2 separate regions of the Mus musculus genome follow, and region 1 is linked to region 2. Evidence: chromatin contacts called from public promoter capture Hi-C data. All regions are on one chromosome and are shown on one strand. Each heading gives the region's core, a stretch centred on a gene start, on an enhancer-like site or on the middle of the called end of the contact. The rest is flanking DNA. Distances are from core to core; before and after follow the strand shown.

What was found. Promoter capture Hi-C pulls out the DNA fragments that hold promoters and counts their contacts.
Region 1: a promoter capture Hi-C map of macrophages shows a contact between it and region 2, with 9 read pairs. The contact joins the promoter of Cd86 here to the enhancer-like site in region 2. A contact is called at or near these places in 1 of 39 promoter capture datasets (macrophages), 1 of 15 datasets of contacts at CTCF or cohesin (CD8 T cells), 8 of 484 Hi-C or Micro-C datasets (B cells, Th2 cells, bone marrow-derived macrophages and 4 more), 4 of 115 datasets of contacts at active chromatin or transcription factors (embryonic stem cells and microglia) and 4 of 9 other capture datasets (adipose tissue, liver, macrophages and 1 more).

What each region holds. Positions count from the first base shown.
Region 1 is chr16:36,661,826-36,667,388 of GRCm38.p6, forward strand. It overlaps Cd86 (CD86 antigen), which reads right to left and starts at 4,252. Exons shown (of 8, transcript NM_019388.3): 1 at 4,123-4,252. The coding sequence starts at 4,136.
Region 2 is chr16:36,628,899-36,634,293 of GRCm38.p6, forward strand. Cd86 (CD86 antigen) reads right to left here. Exons shown (of 8, transcript NM_019388.3): 2 at 72-121. Among named protein-coding and RNA genes, the nearest start is that of Cd86, 34 kb to the right of the region's middle. Within about 2 kb of position 2,918, at least 30 of the 459 cell types and tissues checked have an H3K27ac peak or open chromatin away from gene starts, as enhancers often do. A contact at or near this core is called in bone marrow-derived macrophages, macrophages, microglia and 1 more, where this site is marked.

The sequences.
Region 1 (5,563 bases), core at 3,002-5,501, 34 kb after region 2:
TCCACCCAAATTTCCTCATCTCATTTACAAGCTTAGATTAAGACACCCTCTAGTGATCCCATATTTATCTTATCTTTGTAAAAAGTCCTGTCTCTAAATATGGTCCTATTCTGAGATAATGATGTGAGAGGTGGGAGAAGGGCCCTTAGCACAATCATTTAATCATCTTTCCCGTTATTTATCATGGGCATATATCTCAATGCAGAGTTTTGGTCAGTATGCTTTGTCCCTCCATGAACACGTCCTTGTTTTCTTACACTTGGTTTCTAGGATAACACTTTTGTCCTGGTTTACTCCAACTCTCCAGCCAGTCTTTCCTGTTCATTCTAGACTGTTCTTCCTCATCCTTGGCCCCGCTGAGATTTTCCAGGTTCCATCCTGGACTCCTCAATCTACTGTTCCCTGAGAACTCACGAACAGGAGAATTTTGACTACCAGATTCTGAGGACTCTCAATGTCCGCCATGCACCAAGCCTTTCTTGGGCTTGGCACTGGCTTGTGTTCTATCTCCTCAGGCATCTCCGTCTAACTGCTTAAGTCCCCCGCGAGCAAATGAACTCACCACTTGTTCCCTCTCTCCATTTGCTCCAAACTCATTCCAGTTCCAATGTCTTTCATTATGAAAGATGACACCCCACACTTAAGTATTCTCCCATCTCCAGTCTCCACACAGGTTAAAAAGCAAAACAAAACAAATCTCAGCAAGGTGGCACAAGCTTTTAATCCCAGAACTCAGGAGGCAGACGCAGACAGATCTCTGTGAGTTCATGGCCACCCTGGTCTACACAGTCAGTTCCAGGACAGCAAGGGCTATGTAGAGAGACCTTATCTCAAAAAAAAAAAAAAAAGAAAGGAAGGAAGGAAGGAAGGAAGGAAGGAAGGAAGGAAGGAAGGAAGAAAGAAAAACAAAAGCCCACAACAACAGCAACAACAACAAACCCAAATCACAGCAAAACTAAAAACAAGCAATCACCCTGGATTCTAGTGCTCAGGCAATCTTTTCCTCTCTGATGTCACCATAACTGGTCTCGGAGCCATTTCCTGTCTTCCATTAACCCTTTGCTCATGCTTTCTCCCTGAGCCCGACTTTTCCCTCAGTCTTCTTTTTTTGCACCATTTTTTCCCCCAGTGTTTAGCTTCCCACGGGAACCAGCCACTCAATGGAGGCTGCTCTTCTCCTTGGGCACAGCTTGTTTCAGGCCAGCCCTTTAGGTTCGTAGCCTGGGATCCCTCTACCAAGGCCAGTGAACATATCAGGGAGGGAAGACAGGACACAGGACACATTAAACTTCCTGAATTCTAGTCCTAAGAATATCATTATATAGTTATTTAATTTTTAATAAGTAATTTCTCCTCTGTTTCTTAACCACAAAATGGTAATAATAAAATGACTAATAATAGTAATTACTAAGTTCTTACTAGAGCAAAATTCTAAGCACTTAATATAAATTATCCCATTCAAACCTCACAACCACATATGACCTCACTGTCAGCCACATTTGACAGGCAGGAGACTAAAGATTAAACTAGCTCAGCAGCTTGTTTAAGGCCCACACCTAGAAGATGTGTCAATGTGGGGTATGGTATTCAAATATACAACAACCACCAAAACCAAAAAAGCATAATTCAAAACAAGACAAAAGGCTGAAGTCCTTGGCAGAGGGCTCCTACAGAATCAGAGCGATCACAAGCAGACACAGGAAAGTCAAGTGTAGTTGCTGGTTTCTTTCTTTTCTTTTAATTTTCTCCCTACAGAAATGGTTCAAGGCTGAGAGCATACAGTGAAAAGTAAAAGCCCTTACACATTTGGTGAATTTTGTGCACGTGCACATCCTGTCTACAAAAGGGATAGCACCATGCCTCCCACTTTTTCCATAAGCTAAGCACATTAGAGACTGTTCTTTAGCCGAGTTTCCCTTTTTAAAACGATTTCATAATATTCCATTACGGGTGTTTCATAGATAACCAGTCATCTATTTTTAAACAAGTGTTTCTAAGATTTCCCACATTATTAAAAAAAATAGCAAGAAAAATATCCATGTCATTAAACCTTTACTAACATCTATCATTGTGTAGTAAAAGATAAACCGGTCTTGTTAGACAGCATATATCCTTGAGGAAAGCTATGTATTTCAGCAGATTTTTTTGATCAGAAGGGGTGCATAACCATCAAGGGACAATATAGGCGTATATTCCCCTCTCCTTAGTAGCATCGGAAATTCTTGTTTGCTTTTGTTTGTTTGTTTGGTTGGTTGGTTGGGTTTTTTTGTTTGTTTGTTTGTTTGTTTTTGTTGTCTTTTTGTTTTTTTCCGAGACAGGGTTTCTCTGTATAGGCCCGGCTGTCTTGGAACTCACTTTGTAAATCAGGCTGGCCTCGAACTCAGAAATCCACCTGCCTCTGCCTCCCAAGTGTTAGGATTAAAGGCATACACCACCACGCCCGGCTACTTGCTTGCTTTTGAAACAAGAACATTTATTAACATTTTCATTTTTTAAAAAATGATAATTTACTGTTATGATTTGCATCACTTTTATCTCTAAGATTCAACATTGTTTGTTGCTATTTATTGCTTGTTACTGGCTTGGGGCATCAAAACAAAGAATATCTTAAACAAGCACCATCTAGACAGCGGCCTGTGACCCAAAGCAGCGCCAGCACAATTCAGCACTATGGCTTCTACAGCTCCGTGGAAACTCTAAGGTATGACACTTTTTCATATACATTTATTTATATGAAAATTTAAAATTATGCTCGAGAGGAAAGAAATTGTTTTAACTTGGAAATTAATCTGTAAACTTTTGAAATAAAAGCAACAAAGGGGCTTCTGAAACCAGTTGGCACTGGGTAGAAGAGAGAATCCCAAAGTGCAGGAATAAATAACAAAGGGCAGAAAAACAACTGTGCCTCGAACCGACCATGCCTCCAGCCGCCCAAGCAAAAGAAGGGCAGGCATAGCTGCTTCTAGGAATCCTGTGCCCTGAGAACCTGCCACAGCAAAGAGGACAAAAAGGATTTCACTTCCATCCTCAGGAGCCTGGGAGCCTTGCTCAGCTATTAATTAATACAATGATACTGCCTGTCCGGATACCACTGTGAAGTGTGACATTAATGAAATAATATTAGCGAAGTGCACAACATGCCAGGCATCCCACAGACACTGGGTAACTGAGTTACTCCCATTGCCTATTTGTGTCTTAGTTTGTTGTTATTGTTGCTGTTGTTTTCTTGAATACAGTCACCCCTCAGAATCTGAACAAATTCCAAAATCTTGGGTACTCACGTTCCCAGTATAAAGTGAGGTCATAATTTGCATGTACTTTAAATTATCCCTAGATTACATACAATGCATACATAATTACATATACAATGTAAATGAATAACAACAAGAGCCCTGTGCCTGTTCAGTATAGGCACAGCTATAGGCGAGCTGCATTTCTATCTTAAATGGGAAGTTGCTCACAGGTGGCCCGCTGAGTCCATGGATGTGGAACTTGTGCATTGAAAGAGCTGTCTGTGCCTTTTCTCTGCATTTTCTTTGACCTTTCTTCTTTTGCCTTCTCTATTTGACTTCTTCACTTTTATATCAAACTTTAAAAAAAAAGTGCCACCTCTCTTTTCTCATACTTATACAGATATTTAAAAACCCAATCCAGACTTAAAAATCAACGACTGTAGATATTTAATATCTGAAACACAAATCAATCACCTTTGGGGGGGGAAACTATCAGCTGCTTTCTTTTGGTACCTCAGATAAGTCTTACCCCCATGAAGGAAAAAAAAAGTCATTGTAGGAAAAAAAAGGGAAAGGAAGAAAGGAAGGGAGGGAGGGAGAGAGGGAGAGAGGGAGAGAGGGAGAGAGGGAGAGAGGGAGAGAGGGAGAGAGAGAGAGAGAGAGAGAGAGAGAGAGCTTCCTGATGTGGGAGCCAGTTACCATTTTCACATAAATAGCACCTTCCCTTCTGCGCTCTCACTTTGGGTCATTAAATAGACACATTGCACACGAGAGCTGTCTAGGGCGGCTGGCTCGAAGGACAGAAATGAGAGTGTGGTCTCCAGTCTCAGCCTCCCGCTGAGGTCATAATTCACAAGTCATACTGCAAATAGTAGAAGCGACCACTTACCATCTGGGGTCCATCGTGGGTGCTTCCGTAAGTTCTGGAACACGTCTACAGGAGTCTGGTTGTTCAAGTCCGTGCTGCCTACAGGAGCCACTCTTACGCGTCTGCTTGCTCCTCTTTCTTCCTCAGCAATGACTGTGTACCCTGGTGGTTGACTTTTTCTTAAGGGTTGTTCCTCTTTTCTTAGACTTGAGGAAGATATCTTTAACCCTTTCTTTGCTTTGTAGATTATTCGAGTTCGGTTTCAGTCTTGAGGGTTTTGTTTGTTTTTTAAACAATTCAGGGGGCAGGCAGGAGTGGGTGGGTAGGTGGAGGAACACCCGCATAGAAGCAGGGGGAGGGGGATGGGATAGGGAGTTTCTTTGGGGAGGGGGGGTGGGACAGGGGATAACATTTGAAATGTAAATAAAGAAAATAACCAATTTTTAAAAATTCAACTGTAAAAACAAAACAAATCAAAACATTCAGTGCCTTGAGTTCCAACAAGATGTTCAAAAGAAACCAAGAAGCCCAAGACAAGCAATGTTGTGAAATCAACTGACCAACTTTGTCCACTTGATAGAGCTACCATAGTCCTTAGACATAACCTGGCGAAATGGGAAGCCTTATAGGGCTGAGAAGTGCTTAGGTGACTGTTGCCTTCAGACAACTATATCAGATAAGGGGTTTAGGTATGCGGAAATTGACTTGCTAAAAGTGACTCGTACAGCAATAAAGAGGCTTCTACAAGGCAGTGCTGGAGCCCCTCCATCAGAGCTGCTCCACCCTGCTGAGGAGAAGTCTATAACATCCCTGCAGTGTCCTCCAGCAGACATAAGGGAGAACACCAGAACACCGGCAGTATCGAAACGCCATCTCTTTTCATTCAGACGAGGAAACCATCATATGTGGTTTCTGCCTTTTTCCCCCCTTTTCCTGTACACCTATTGATTTCACAACATTGCTTGTCTTGGGCGTCTTAGTTTCTTTTGAACATCCTGCCCGAACTCAAGGCACTGCATTGGTTTCTTGTTTTTTGGTTTTTTTTAATCTCAAGATTTAAACCGAACATAGCATACCAAAACACAATAAGACCAGGCACAAATCCTCATCTCGAGGCTAGACAAGACAACCCAGTAGAAGGGGAAAAGTACCGTGAGTAGACAAGAGTCAGAGACAAGTGCACTTCCACTCTATGGAGTCCCACAAAAACCCCCAGCTAAACAAGCACAGCATTTATGTAGAGCACCTAGCACAGACCCAGACAGGCTCCAGAATTGCTGCTTCACGTCTCTGTGAGCCCCCATGAGCCCTGTTTAGTAGATGCTGTGGGCTATGTCCTCCTGGTATCCTTGACTCCTCTAGCTTCTAAAATCGCCCTCTTCTAAGGGGTTCCCCAAGCTCTTGCCTAACGTTTGGGGGTGGGCCTCTGCATCTACTCCCATCAGCTGCTGGAGGAAATGTC
Region 2 (5,395 bases), core at 1,668-4,167:
GCTTTCAGTGCTCTGACTCACTGAATGACAGCAGAAGGACTCCAGGACTTTACACAGAAAAGGGTTCTTACCTGAGATCAGCAAGACTGTCACAAAGATAAGGATTGCCAAGCCCATGGTGCTGGAGTTTAAAAAGACAAGATAAAACTTAGTTAGAAAGTGAGACTGAAAACAATTGTTCACTGAAACATGAACTAGAAAGAGTATTTAAAATTCGTGTAGGTTCCCACATTCACTGAAGTCATTTCTCCCCACCTAGCTCCATACACAGGCCATATTTCCCAGCCTCCTTTGCAGTGAGGCAGGCCATGATACTGGGGGCAGAAAATATGTCTGCTGCTTCTAAACATGGTAACAGCGGTCTCCTTCCTCCTCCCTCTTCCTTCCTCTCTCCCCCTACCTCCTTCCTCCTCCCTTCCCTCTTCTCCCTCCCCACTCCTCTCTCCTTTTCCTTCCCAGACTCAGGAAATCTCAAGAAAAAGTGCAAGGGCTAATACGATGCCCACGTCTCATAAAGGCAGAGACTTAAGTTTCCAGACTGAAGTAGTATAAAACAGCGTTCTCCACCCCTCCACACCCTTCCCATGCTGATCGAGACTGTGACATTAGCCAGAAGTACTTGATGTTAGATGACAAAGCTGTGGGACATTCTATGGTAGAGCAAGGCATTACTTTTGTCTCAACCAATGCAGGGAATATGAGAGAATACCGAGACCCTTGAGTAAAATCGAACTTCCTTTGATTTTCCCGTGGTTTTCAAAGTTTCGCGTGCATGGAAAGTCACCGGGAGAGCGTGCCAAACACTTTCCTGGGCCTCGTGCACAGAGCATCTGGCCATAAGTTGAAATGAAGCCTATGTCTAACTACCTGACATACTCACTTCATCTGTAAGGCATGCTAAAGAAAAAACGTCAGGCAAGACTTTATAATGTCTAGTTTCTTCTTCCTCTCGCTTTCTCTCTGCTTCTCGACTCAACCGCTCGATATAGACCAAAAAGATGTTAGAGCTTACTAGAAGCACAGGATAAAGACCAACATTAGACTGGTGGGGAAACAAATCGATTACCAAAGTTTGGAGCAGATCCCAATACAAGGCCGACGCTAACTGCTTACCCTAGGAATGAACCACCTAGTATTAGGTGACACTCAAATTTGGCTTGCAGCGTTTTAATGGCTAATATAAAAGGGGAAACCTAGCAGGTGGATTACTACTCAGCTTTGTATATAAAAGGAAAGTGGTGCTTTGGGAAGACACACAAGTATTATTCATTCAATAGCAGAAATTTCTCCCTTGGAGGGTGGACTGTCTACAGCCATTCTCCATCCTTCAGGTCGTGTCTGTATACTTCCTTCTTTTCTTATAGTGCTTGGCACAGGGCAGTGGGCTAAAACAGTGTGTGTGTGTGTGTGTGTGTGTGTGTGTGTGTGTGTATTTGTGTGTGTGCTTTAATCCTTCGAGACGGTAATTTTTTTTAATTAAGAATTTTTAGAGATTATATCTGAACATAACATGAAAATGCTAAAGTAAAGCTGAGTCTTGGACATGGTAGCAGATGCATTTTAATCCCAGCACTTGGGAGGCAGAGGTAAATGTTCATCTATCTCAGTGAATCCTAGGCCAGGCTAGTGAGCTTTAAGCCAACAAGGGTACATAGTAAGACCTTGGTTTTTTGTTTGTTTGTTTGTTTGATTGTTTGATTGTTTAAAGTAATGGTGAGGTATCAGTTAATTCTTCTGTTGTTGCAACAAAATATCTGATAAAACAACATAAGGAAGGGAGGGAAGGCTTGTTTTGGCTTACAGGTTTGGGTGCAGCCCATAATTTCAGGGACATCATGGGGTGGGGGCAGGGGTGGGAGGCACCCAGCCTCATTGTACCCTCAGTTCAGAAAGCAGAGGAAGATGCTGGTACTCATCTTGCCTTCCCATTTTTATTCAGCCTGAGACCCCAACCCACGCAATGATGCAGGCTGCATTGAAGATGGCTTGAAATAACCCAGTCACTTACAACATCCCAGAATTCTAGATTGGTGATTCAAGTTGGCAGCCATTATTAGCTATCAGAGTGACAAATAGTTGAAAGCCAGGATCCCTATGGACTCTGGTCCCTGGCCATCTAACTTTCTTCCAAAGTGTGCCTGGAATGACCAGTTACCTATTTCAGTTTCTTGCCTTCACTTATTTTAGACAAAATACAACAAAGTAATAACTCAGATCCACATGTATTAGCGTTTGATTTTAAAACACAAATAGAAGCATTCAATACATACTTTTACATAGATGCTACCAGCTTAGGGATTATTTTATATCCATAATAATTAGCACTATCATATTAGCAGTTGCATACTATTCTGCTGTAATCTACTTGATGCAAATAGCCTGATTAGTTGCTCCTAATTTTCTGTTGTAAAGAAAAACCCAAATTATATTCTGCCTCATACCTGCAGGAGCTGGCCACTTCTCAGAAGGAGAATCTCTTGACCAAGAGCTGACGAGTAATGGAATTTTAGTTTTCACAGATACAGAAAGATTTTCCTCCACAATTATACGTTAAAACTTCCACCGACAGGAGACTACTTACTTTCACATGTTTTGGGGGGGGAATGTTTTCAAATTTGTGAATTTTTGATCTGTACCATTTAAAGATTAAAATGACGCTTCATTATACATTTTTGACAGTGCTTGGAATTGAGCCCAGGGCCTTGCGCTAGCCAGGCAAGTGCCCCACTGACTGAATTCCTCAACCCTCTCATCGTAGTTTTTTTAAATATGGTAAAATACATACAATGTTTACTAGACTGATCATTTCCAAACATGCAGCAGCACATGAAAGATTTGCATTGTGCAACCATCAACATCACAGTATCCCCAAGTCTTCTCACATTGCAAGATGGAAACTCTGGACTCAGTCAACAGCGATCGTTCCTCATTTTTCCTTCCTGCCCCCCACTCCCCACCCCGGTCTCAGAAACCACCTTCTGTCTCCATGGACCTGAGTTCTTTAGATGGAAGTGGAATCTTACAGTATTTAGCTTTCTGTGGTGGGTTTGCTTCACTTAGCGCTGCCTTAGGGGCCCATCCTCATTGTAGGACCTGCTGGGATCCCTGCTCTTCTGAAGATGCTCACACCGGGTTCAGCGTCTGTGCCCATCTGCAGAGGGCTGCTTGAATTATGTACATCTTTTTAGTGCCGTGAAGACTGCTGCTGTGAACATGAGGTGTACGAATTTCTCCCCAGTTTTCTGCTTTCACTTCTTTTAGATACAAACCAAGAAGTGGAAGAGTAGGTCATATGGAGATTCTATTTTAAACCCTCTGAGGAACCACTGTCCACCAGAACTTCACATTCCCATCAAAGGCAACCAATAACGGATTTCTCCATATCCTGGGCGACATTTTTTTTTTTTCTGATTTGCTTTTCAAAGTCTAAGCCACATCTGGTAGGTGGTTTCCACTGTTATTTCAAAACAAATTTCTCTTATGAATCTGAGTATCCTGCCACATGATTAATACGTTTGTATTCTTACGCCACGTATTCGTCACACAGCCCTCTCCGCCCCACCTCCCCGCATCCTGTCTTGAGTCTGACTTTCTCTTGTTAAACTGTAGAAGCTCTTTTTTTTTTTCCCATATAGAAATTTAGCAGTTTGTGATAATGTTACAAGTAAGTTCAGCTGCCAAAATATTAGATGTTTGGTGTGAGAACCAAATGTCTAGCTCCCAGTAGCTTTCTCCCTCTCTCCCAGTAACTGTAATGGATGTTAGGGTTTAGCATTGTCAGTTGAGCTATAGCAGACATGGCACGTGGGCAGAGCCTGGGGACCCTTGCCTATTTTGTCACAGTAAGTCACTCACAGTATCCTATTTATCATGGATCTGAAGGCTGGGGCCTTGTTAGGTCTGAATTCCTCCCTAAATATAGGAGTCTGTATAATACCTGAAAAGTCAACACACTGGATCTAATCAGAGAACTTTTCCCCACCTGACATGTCAAACACACGAGGTCTCCAAATCAAATGACCCTATGCTATAAACTTAATTGATTAGTTTAACTCAGGTAATCACATGGAACCATTACGGCAGCGTTCTCAATCTGTGGGTTGTGACCCCTTTGTGGGACTAATGACCCTTTCACAGGGCTGCTGAAGAGCATCAGAAATATCAGATGTTTACTTACGATTCATTGCAGTGCCAACATTACAGTTATGAAACAGCAATGAAAACAATTGTATGGTTGGGGGTCACCACAGCTTGTATTAAGGGGTCTCAGCATTAGGAAGGTTGAGAGCCCCTGCATAATAGCCTTCCAAAATCTCGAACAAATAGTCCCTGAAACTCACTGGGTGGGGCAAACTCTGGCCCTGCCCAGGAAGTCCATACTGTTGCAAACTTCTCTGTTTGGAAACTTGTCTTTCCCTGATTAGAAACATCAGCCTCCTTCACTACTTCTGAGTTGACTGATACCAGCTTTGTGAGTATTTTGCTTTGTTTTGTTTGTTTGTTTTTTGTTTGTGTGTGCGTGTGTGTGTGTGTGTGTGTGTGTGTGTGTGTGTGTGTGTGTGTTTGCAGGGTAAGGATTTGAGAGAGGGTCTTGCTCTATAGCTCAGGTTTGTCTCAAATGCATGATCCCTGAAACTACCCACAGTAAGCCAGGCTTCAGCAAAAGCCATTTAGGAGCTTGAGGATGGCAAAGTTCTACACCTCACACTTTGGCCTTGCCAGACAGTCCCAGTTCCCTAGAGGAGCATCACGAATGCTCACAAGGAGACTGCATACCAGCCTGGCAGACACTCCATTGCCCGTTCCTAAAACACGGACACAACCTTCCTTTAGAAATTGTGTGTGTGTGTGTGTGTGTGTGTGTGTGTGTGTGTGTGTGTGAGGAAGCTAGCTTCTCCACTCTTGTTGGCTCAGAACAGAGCTGTCACTTCCCCAGGAATGAACCGTCCCCCAAACTCCAAACACCAGCAAGGCTTTTACCAGATGGCCCAAGAAATGGAAATTCTTACTATCAGAGCGGGTGTTCAGCAGACGCAATGGGAGAGGAAAGAACCTAAGAATTTATGGGGGGATTCTCTGACAGATTTCTGTCACTAGAAGCAGAATCGGGTCTGAGGGGTGGGTGAGCTAGCGAAAAGCCTAAAAAGGAAGACTGTTCACACAAGAAGAGTTGTTTGCCAAAATTTTGGTAGTATCTTTAATAAAGATGTTTGTCTTCAGCATCCAAAAACGAAGAGGAGGAGGAGGGGGAGGGGGATGGGGGGGAGGAGTTACAGTCTAGAAAGCAAAGTGCCCGGTAATACCATCTTCGCTGACTTTATATACACTCTTACACAAGTAAGAGTGGTGGGGTGAATGACCAAGCACCCTGGTTTCTGATGTCTGGGTGAGATTG